Linked DNA regions of Danio rerio: region 2 is linked to region 1. A link is a contact called in public HiChIP or PLAC-seq data. All regions are on one chromosome and are shown on one strand. Each heading gives the region's core, a stretch centred on a gene start, on an enhancer-like site or on the middle of the called end of the contact. The rest is flanking DNA. Distances are from core to core; before and after follow the strand shown. Region 1 overlaps tox3 (TOX high mobility group box family member 3). Region 2 overlaps tox3 (TOX high mobility group box family member 3).

Region 1 (4,289 bases), core at 1,030-3,529:
TTATTTGCCACTTTAAGCTATATTTTTCGATAGTCTACAGAACAAACCATCGTTATACAATAACTTGCCTAATTACCCTAACCTGCCTAGTTAGCCTAATTAACCTAGTTAAGCCTTTAAATGTCACTTTAAGCAGTACAAAAGTGTCTTAAAAATATCAAGTCAATTATTATTATTATTATTATTAATGTTATTATGTCATCACGGCAAAGATAAAATAAATCAGTGATTAGAAATGAGTTTTAAAAACAATTATGTTTAGAAATGTGTTGAAAAAAGTCTCTCTGTTAAACAGAAATTGGGGAACAAAATAAACAAGGGGGTCTAATAATTCTGATTTCAATTGTATGTAAGTATATTACGATTCATGATTCTTAGATTGCAATCTAAATGTAAAATAGGTGAAAGATTTGCATGTCCAATTACTTATTTATTATTAACAGACATATTTTAAATTGAAGTCATATAAACAATTCATGTAACCATTACCCGGCTGATTGTGCATCCATATTGTCACGTCAATCATCAATAAAATCCCACTCAAAACCAAATATTATTTTAAAATGCTTTTTAAAAACACAGCTGTGAATGCAATCACAACCATACAGCCTGTGCAGAATTTCAACAAACTGTGACTGACAACATATATTTTTGGAGTAACCTCCTTTAGTCTGAAATGGGTCAATAGCAGTGATTCAGTAAATTATAGTAAAACGGCAGATGCTGAATTAAAACAGGGCAAAAAAAAAAAAAAGTGTGCTGATGAGACACAATCAAATGGCCCATAATTCAGTCCAATAGAGGCACTCTGTTGCCAGGTTACACCATTTTGGAAATTTAACCTTCCAGTTTTTGCACAGAAAAGACAGATTTTTCACAGGATTATACATTTATTCAACAGGCTACAACAAGTCTGTTTTTGTCACATATGTTTCCTGGTAAGTATTTCAGTGAAATGACTGAAATCCAGGACAAGGTCTCTGCAGGTGTCACCAAGTTAAATTTAAGACTTTTAAGACATTTTTAAGACCATTATTAAGGAAATTTAAGACTCATACAGTGCTAAATGCAAATGATTGTTTTTGAAAATACCAGTTAAAAAATATTTTTACCTGCTACTTGCCCTATCAAAGACAATTAAACTTGAATACATTTAATAATACAACAATAATAATAATTTAGCTTGAATATTTTTTATTAATATTCAAATCTATTAACAAACCCTATAACCCAAGAATAGAACAAAACATAGCTGTCAATTACTTCAGTCCACAATAATAATAATTTAATAATAAAAAATATTGATCAGGTCAGTATCCTGAGCAGTAAATAGAGAACTTTTAAGCAAATGTTACTATGATGAAAGTAATTAATGGCATTTTTTAAAATAAAAAGATTGAAGTTTTATTGAGATTGGAATTGTTGGTGATTGCTTGGGCGTTAACGGCCAGACTGGGTAGCTATACATGAACAAAGGAAAATTAAGACCTGTTATAAAAGATTTAAGACCAACAACATCACATTTAAGACTTTTTAAGGCCTAAAATTTAGTTTTTAAGATTTAAGACTTTAGGACTTTTCAAGACCTCACAAATACCCGCCAGGAGGTACTCACAAGCAATCATCATATACTGTACATTGCATTTTTGTGACTTGCTGATAGCTGCATTTATGTAACTTCTTGTTGCTAAAAAGATGTTACTAATCTAGAGTGAGTACAAAGTACTTAATTAAAAGAAGATAATCAAGAGCAATGGCTGTGAGTGTCTGTAAGGTAATTAAATATCTGATTAAAGATATTTGAACGTATAAAGACACAGTACTCCTTGTCTGTTGTACAAAAAAAACAAACAAAAAAACAGTAATGATCAAGATAAGGAACAATCGATGCTGGATACATCACACTGCAGAACTGCAGGCTGAATCATTAACTTCTTTTGAGATGCTAAAACATACTAGATCACTAATTTGTCTGAGTGACAGTTTAGTTTAGAAATGGGTTTAAAGGGATTTTTCGGGTAAGACTTAATTTCCACCAAAGCCAAAAAGGAAGAAAAGCCAAATATAAAAATCTATGGCCTTGAATCAGAAATAAAGCAAGCATCTTTGGCTTCCTAAAGACTGTAGAGAGCGGTATAGTCCCACTGGGATCATTCAAGTTGTACTGTGACATTCAGCACATACCTATGAGAAAGAGAGCAATAGAAGCAGAATGAGCAGTAATAATAACGCTCCGACAAGAGAAAGAACAAATAAATGAGTAACAGAAAGGGAAAAGCGGTAATGAAAGAGTCAGTGAGTTGTAAAGGCTGTTAAAGCAGCTCATCTGAAAAAAGGCTGAATTGTTTTCTCCTCCTTTGTGTGATGCCATTGAATCGAACCGTATTTCTTTTTTATCCGACATGCATTGGATTTAATCTAGCCTGATGGCAAAGTGAACACGATGACAAACAGCTCAAACATGAACAACATATTAAAGCCTGATGCATATATCTAATGGGCTATTTGTAAAATTAAAAGCTCTTCAGCCTGAATGTCATTGGTCATCGCAGATGGAGAGTAAAAGAGGGGTCTGACTCAACAAATTGGTTTAAATTGAAGTCTTCTGCTCATCACGTGTACAGTACGCCTCGAACATGAAGAAGAGGTTATTAGCATTAATGGAGGAGGCCAGTGAGGAGCACCATCTCTCTGCTAGTGGACGGATCCGATGGAGCAGTAATATTCTAATTGGATCCATCCCATTAAAAAAAGCTTGTTTTCCTTGATTACTTTGATGTTTGGCTTGGAGCAACGGGGGCAGTTCCATTTATTTACTCCCTTTCTCTCCCGCTCTCTCCTTGACTTAATAAATTGGCTCAGTGAGATCAGCCTCTTTCATGAAACACTCTAGTGCCCCCTACAGGCGAGCATCGGAACAACAAAGATTAGCTATTCTGAGCACGTGGCACTCGGGAAGAACAGAGTAGATCAAAACAGGCCTCCAGATTTATGATTTCATTCTGTTGCCCCATGAAATTCCTTTTAACTGTCCTGTTCATCAGTGTGATTCAGCAATCTTTCATGTCACCTTGAACAGGATGGCAAAGTTGCATGCACGTTTTCAACTGTGATCTCATTTTTTGTCTCTTTTAATTGCACGATTATATAGTCAATGTAAAAAAAGGGTCTTCTCATACCAGCATCGTCCCCAGAGTCTGCTTTCATATCAGACAGCTAAGCATTTGGATACAAAAGCGCACTGAGGCTGCTACTAAACTCCCGGATCTCAATTAAACTAGGATTATAGGTCAATTAAGGGACTAAAAGAAACAGAGAGATGTAATGCAAGATAAAAAACCTTTTTTTTTCACTGTGAGGATGGAACAAATCGAGGGCTTTGGGAAAGCAGGACTGACACACTGAAAAAAACTATTTATTGGACTACATTTTTTTTAGGTAATTAGCGTAGGTAATTAATGTTAACTAACGTTAGTTAAGCATTAGGTAATGTTGAAATAGTGTACATTTTTTCAAAAAGGTTCTCAATTTTATAAACAAATGCTTTGTTAATGATAAATCATGTTAGTAAATAGTTTACAATCATGAATAACAGTTGAAGCTCAGGTTTCGATGTAATGCACTCTAATAGTCCTTCTTTGTCCCTGACATTGATCAGGAACTAACTATGAACTTATTATAAGCTCTACCAATTATGCATTAGTATATGAGTAGTTAGGCGGTGCAGTAGGTAGTGCTGTCACCTCACAGCAAGAAGGTCACTGGTTCAAGCCTTGGCTGGGTCAGTTGGCATTTCTGTGTGAAGTTTGCATGTTCTCCCCACGTTTGCATGGGTTTCCTCTGGGGGCTTTGGTTTCCTTCACATGTCCAAAGATACATACAGGTGAATTGGGTAAGCTAAAATTATCTCTAGTGTATGTGTATGAATATGAGTGTGTGTTCCCCAGACATGGGTTGCAGCTGGAAGGGCATCCGCTGCGTAAAACATATGCTGGATAAGTTGGCGGTTCATTCCGCTGTGGCGACCCCGGATTAATAAAGGGACTAAGCCGAAAAGAAACTGAATGAATGAATAGTTAACATGAACTAAGTTTGTGTATTTCTGAACCTGATTTTTTGTTCATGTTAACTAATGCGTTAACAAACATTATAAGCTTTCATAAACAAGGATTCAGTATTGCTTTATAAATGTGTTTTTCATTATTAGATAAAGTTATCTATTCCATTAACAAATGCGTTAGTGTATGAGTAAGTAAACATTAACAAATTAAGCTGTTCATGTAAAATGA
Region 2 (4,289 bases), core at 1,169-3,668, 180 kb before region 1:
GTGTTATTGCCAGGGCAGCACAAACAGATTGCAGAAGTATAAATGCTCTCAACGACAGCGTGTATAATGTACTACTTGACGCAGAAGCATGAGAATGTATCACTTGACGCAGAAGCATTTCTATATGGACAACTTTTGTGCTATGGTCAGCTTGCTCTGTAGCTCATTTTGTACATTGTTGTACTTGCGATGCAGAGCGCTCAAGTTCAAGTCCAGTGGAGCAGGTTCCACAATACAGATTAAAGCAATGTAAAAAAAAATCAAGATAAAACTATGTGGTTGCAGCAGTGCACCCTTCTCTTAAGTTTGCTTTTGAAAACATTATTGGCTGGGTTTAGAAAAGGGTTTAGGTTAGAGATTTACTAAATGATCTTTACAGCAAGCCCCACCTTCTCATAGACATGTACAAGAAAGTGTATCTGAAACGTTTAACAAAATGTACCCTAAGTAATTCATTTTAGTTCTGCAAACAGGGTTCATACATATTTTTACTACTAAAATTCCATGACTTTTCCATGATTTTTCCCAGACTTTCAAGTAAATTTTCATGACCTAATGCTTCATGCAATATCTACAAATGTGTGATAAAAGAAAAACAATGCATGTTCAAATTTATTACAGCATATCGTAAAACACTAAACAATCTATTTTGTTTCAATTTATATTTATATCTATGTAAAATTGATTGAGGGAATGCTTACAACGCAATAATAATGTGAGAGTATTTGATTGGCCAAGGACAGAAAAGTAAATAACCTATATTTAAGTATACAGATATCTGTTTTGCATGACTTTTCCAAATCTTTGTGGGTTTTTCTGTTTTTCCAAAACTTTTGCAGGCCTGGAAAATGCCATGTCAAAATTACATGACTTTTCCAGGTTTTCCATGACCGTATGCGCCATGTGTAAAAATGTAGACAGCACCCTCTAGTGGATTTGTCATCTGAAACATGCAACAAGATATATACACGGAGCAACGTACATTATGATTAGAAAAAATGTAGGCTGAGGCAGATATTATTCAACGAGCCTGGGTTGGATCTAACTAGACTTCTTCTTGTCTGTACATTACCTATGCTTTTCTGTTCAAAATGTGATATCTGAATGTTCATTTTTTCCTCACAAAAACAAATGTTCATGAAGTAATGTTAAACTGAAAACTGACTGTTATGACAGATTATTTAAAGTATTAAGTAAATGCTGATAGTTGACAATCAAAGGAAAGTAAATGTCATTGGAAATTGCAATAACTTAGAAAGTCAAAACAATCTCTGATTGGCTCTATAAACAGTCTGACTAAACCCACACAACTTGTCATTCCCTGCTGGGAGTTTGTATAATGAAAAACCTCAGTGTTGACTATTTGGACCTTTTATGGCTTTGTTTCGTTATGGTTGTATCATTAGCACAACATACATTAAGCCTTTTACATTTAAACAACAAGTGAATTATTGTGCAGAACTGCATTGGTTCTAAAGCAATTTGTTTATGTCGATGTCAAGTTGAGAATGCATACATGCACAAACATTTCCAGGACAACAGGACAAAGAGATTCATCCATCTCTTGCATAACTGAATGATGCTTTTCATGAGAGAGAGAGAGAGTGGGAATAGAGAAAAAATAAAGGGAGTGAATAGAGTTAGGAATGCTGACAACCACCAAACGAAAGACGGACATTCCCTGCCAAAATGTGCTGTCTCATTATCCGTGTAATCGTTATACCATCTCCCAACAGCCTAAATCTTTTCAGTCAAAATCATCAATCAAACATAGTTCCTTTGCATAATAACAAGGCCTTTTTTCTATTAGACTATTAGACATCTGTAACTAATCAGAGTAAATTCAACCATTCACCTAGAATGCAAATTACTTCTACCTGACATTATGTAAATAAGACCACAAGCGCACTAAATTATAAAGCCGGCAGGGTTCGGTCCCTTATGTCTTTGATATACAAGTACTGTTGATCAATACGAAGCACTAAACATAGAACAGAAACAGAAACGCCATTTAAAAATGTCACTCAGAATTCCACTAAACCAAAAATAAAAATCACATTGCATTCTGCAGATGTAGGCACTGGTTTATTTAAGCCATCAGGAACACTTTTCTAGTAAATTTCACTGACTGCTACCACATGTGTTCGCTTCATAAACCCAATGCTCCTGCACAAACCACACTCATTACCCAGAATCCACTGCATACAGTGTGGCTGCAGACACAAATCAAGACCCCCTAAAGCTGCCTCAAGGGTACAGCCTTTTAACAGGTTGCCCTAAAGTTCAGTTTAAGAACTTATGGCCTAAGACACGGATCTGTTCCTGTGCTAAAACGATTCATGTATTGGAACTGTCGATGGGACACACCTCCTGATTTCTGACTGTTTGCAAATTAGCTGCTATCATTGACCTTTACAAAGCCTGTGGTTTCAGTTTCAACATTTTAAAATTATTGCAGTTATCATTTATGTGGTGGTGGTGGTGATGGTGGAACATCTAAACTTGCACTACAAATAAAGATATATAGAGTACACAAATATTAATGCGTTTTAAATTAACATTGATAGTTAAAAGAAGTGAAAACATGAGTTTACCATTTGTTGATTTTGCTGAGACATATGAAACCACATAAATATGTCACTGTAATAAACAAATAAATAAACAAGCTATATTTATAAAGGATTACTTGCCCAGTGCGACAAACAATGTCTGTGCTGTCCACCTCCGACAGGCTCTAATATTAACCATAATGTAATACTTTTAAGAATAATGGCTAAATAGTTATAGCTCAAGTACTTAGAGGACAATATTCAGGGTCTTTGACGTTATTAATCTTAACTTCTAGAAGCCTATTAAAAAGGCATGAAGTTATGTAAAAACTTAACTTAGACGCTTTAGGTTAAGCATCATAAAATTGTGTTTGTTGAAGATACAAACTTGAAAGATCAAAGATCACATCTAAAAAAACCTTTTTTATACAAACTACAGTTTATTGTGACAGCATCTAAATTATTTTGATTTGAAGAAGATAACGTGGGGAAATGTGTTTTTACAACAAGACAGAAATGCAATATGTCTAGTTTGTTACCGTGTTACTTTACTGACAATTCTGACAGTATTTATAAGTAGGGTCAGGATAATGTAGTCTCTGATGACAGAGCTGTGTAAACAAAGTCATGCTCCTCTAACACACAGAACACCTGCCAGTCTTAAACACTTTGACATGATATTTTATAGTTCTCTGAATTAGCCCACTAAACAACAACGTTTGTTGGGAGAGCTAAAACTCTGGAATCACATAACTGTTCCCCCAGGAGCACATAAAAACATTCCTGTCATATCAAGCAGAGACTGTAAGAGAGCACAATTCATGCATTGTCCTGTAACACTGACAGCCTTTTGTCTGAAATTCTTCTTTAACTGCTGAAGGCATGTATCTCTGTTTTATTAGAGTCATTACTAAATTTACAGATATGGAGCTCTGGAAAAGACATACAAAAAGGATTGTTACACGGTTAGGATTGATTCTTAAGAAATCTCTTTAAAAGTGTCTAACAAATACTGACTGAATAAGCAGTGTTTAGGAAAAATAGCTTAGGACTAAGAAACTGAACAGAAAGAGTGAGGAATATGGCAAGCTGGTTATTCCTTAAAATTCAGCAATATTTTTTATTTGTTCCGACTTTTAAATTATTGGTAATCTAATAACAAGTGACTCTTAGTCAGTTCCATAATTGTAAACTGTAAATGCATTTCAGTTATTACTAGTAAGATTAGTATTATGAGAACAATAACAGTTTAATGTGTTTCATATGTAGTGGTAAAATAGGAATAGAAGGTAAAGAGCACATGGTCGACATAAATTAGTAATTACTAAATGAAAATCAACGATTGCTTCTATTATCAAGTAGCAAAGTAGTACAAGTATGTTGTGAAACAGTGGTTACTAGTGAGTTGCAATTGTATTTAAAAACTATTTAAAAATAATTACTAGTAACACAATATAATCTCATGTCGTAAATGTAACAACGGCTTGCCACAAGTGAGCGTGTTTTTGGCAGTAGCTCTTCCACCTGCTCCGAATGACGGACCTTTACGAAGTAAAATCACTGAAAACATCACGACCCTTTAATCAAACCTCTCCAAACTTATTGTATCTAACTTTAACTTGTTCAGGACAAGTGCGTAGGACCGAAAAAGACAGCATAGTTCGCCGCTTCAAATCTACTGAACCAAACAGAGAATCAACTTTGCGCTCTTAGTTTGGAAACAGCAGCTCAGGGGTTCAA

Evidence for each region. HiChIP or PLAC-seq counts read pairs in DNA pulled down with a chosen protein or histone mark.
Region 2: an H3K4me3 HiChIP or PLAC-seq map of embryo shows a contact between it and region 1, with 7 times the contacts expected there. The contact joins two enhancer-like sites. A contact is called at or near these places in 2 of 4 datasets of contacts at active chromatin or transcription factors (caudal fin and embryo).

The regions. Positions count from the first base shown.
Region 1 is chr7:36,912,666-36,916,954 of GRCz12tu, reverse strand. All of the region lies in intron 1 of tox3 (TOX high mobility group box family member 3), which reads right to left. Among named protein-coding and RNA genes, the nearest start is that of tox3, 39 kb to the right of the region's middle. Within about 2 kb of position 2,279, at least 4 of the 62 cell types and tissues checked have an H3K27ac peak or open chromatin away from gene starts, as enhancers often do.
Region 2 is chr7:37,092,235-37,096,523 of GRCz12tu, reverse strand. The region is part of intron 1 of tox3 (TOX high mobility group box family member 3); the gene reads right to left. Among named protein-coding and RNA genes, the nearest start is that of tox3, 220 kb to the right of the region's middle. Within about 2 kb of position 2,418, at least 4 of the 62 cell types and tissues checked have an H3K27ac peak or open chromatin away from gene starts, as enhancers often do.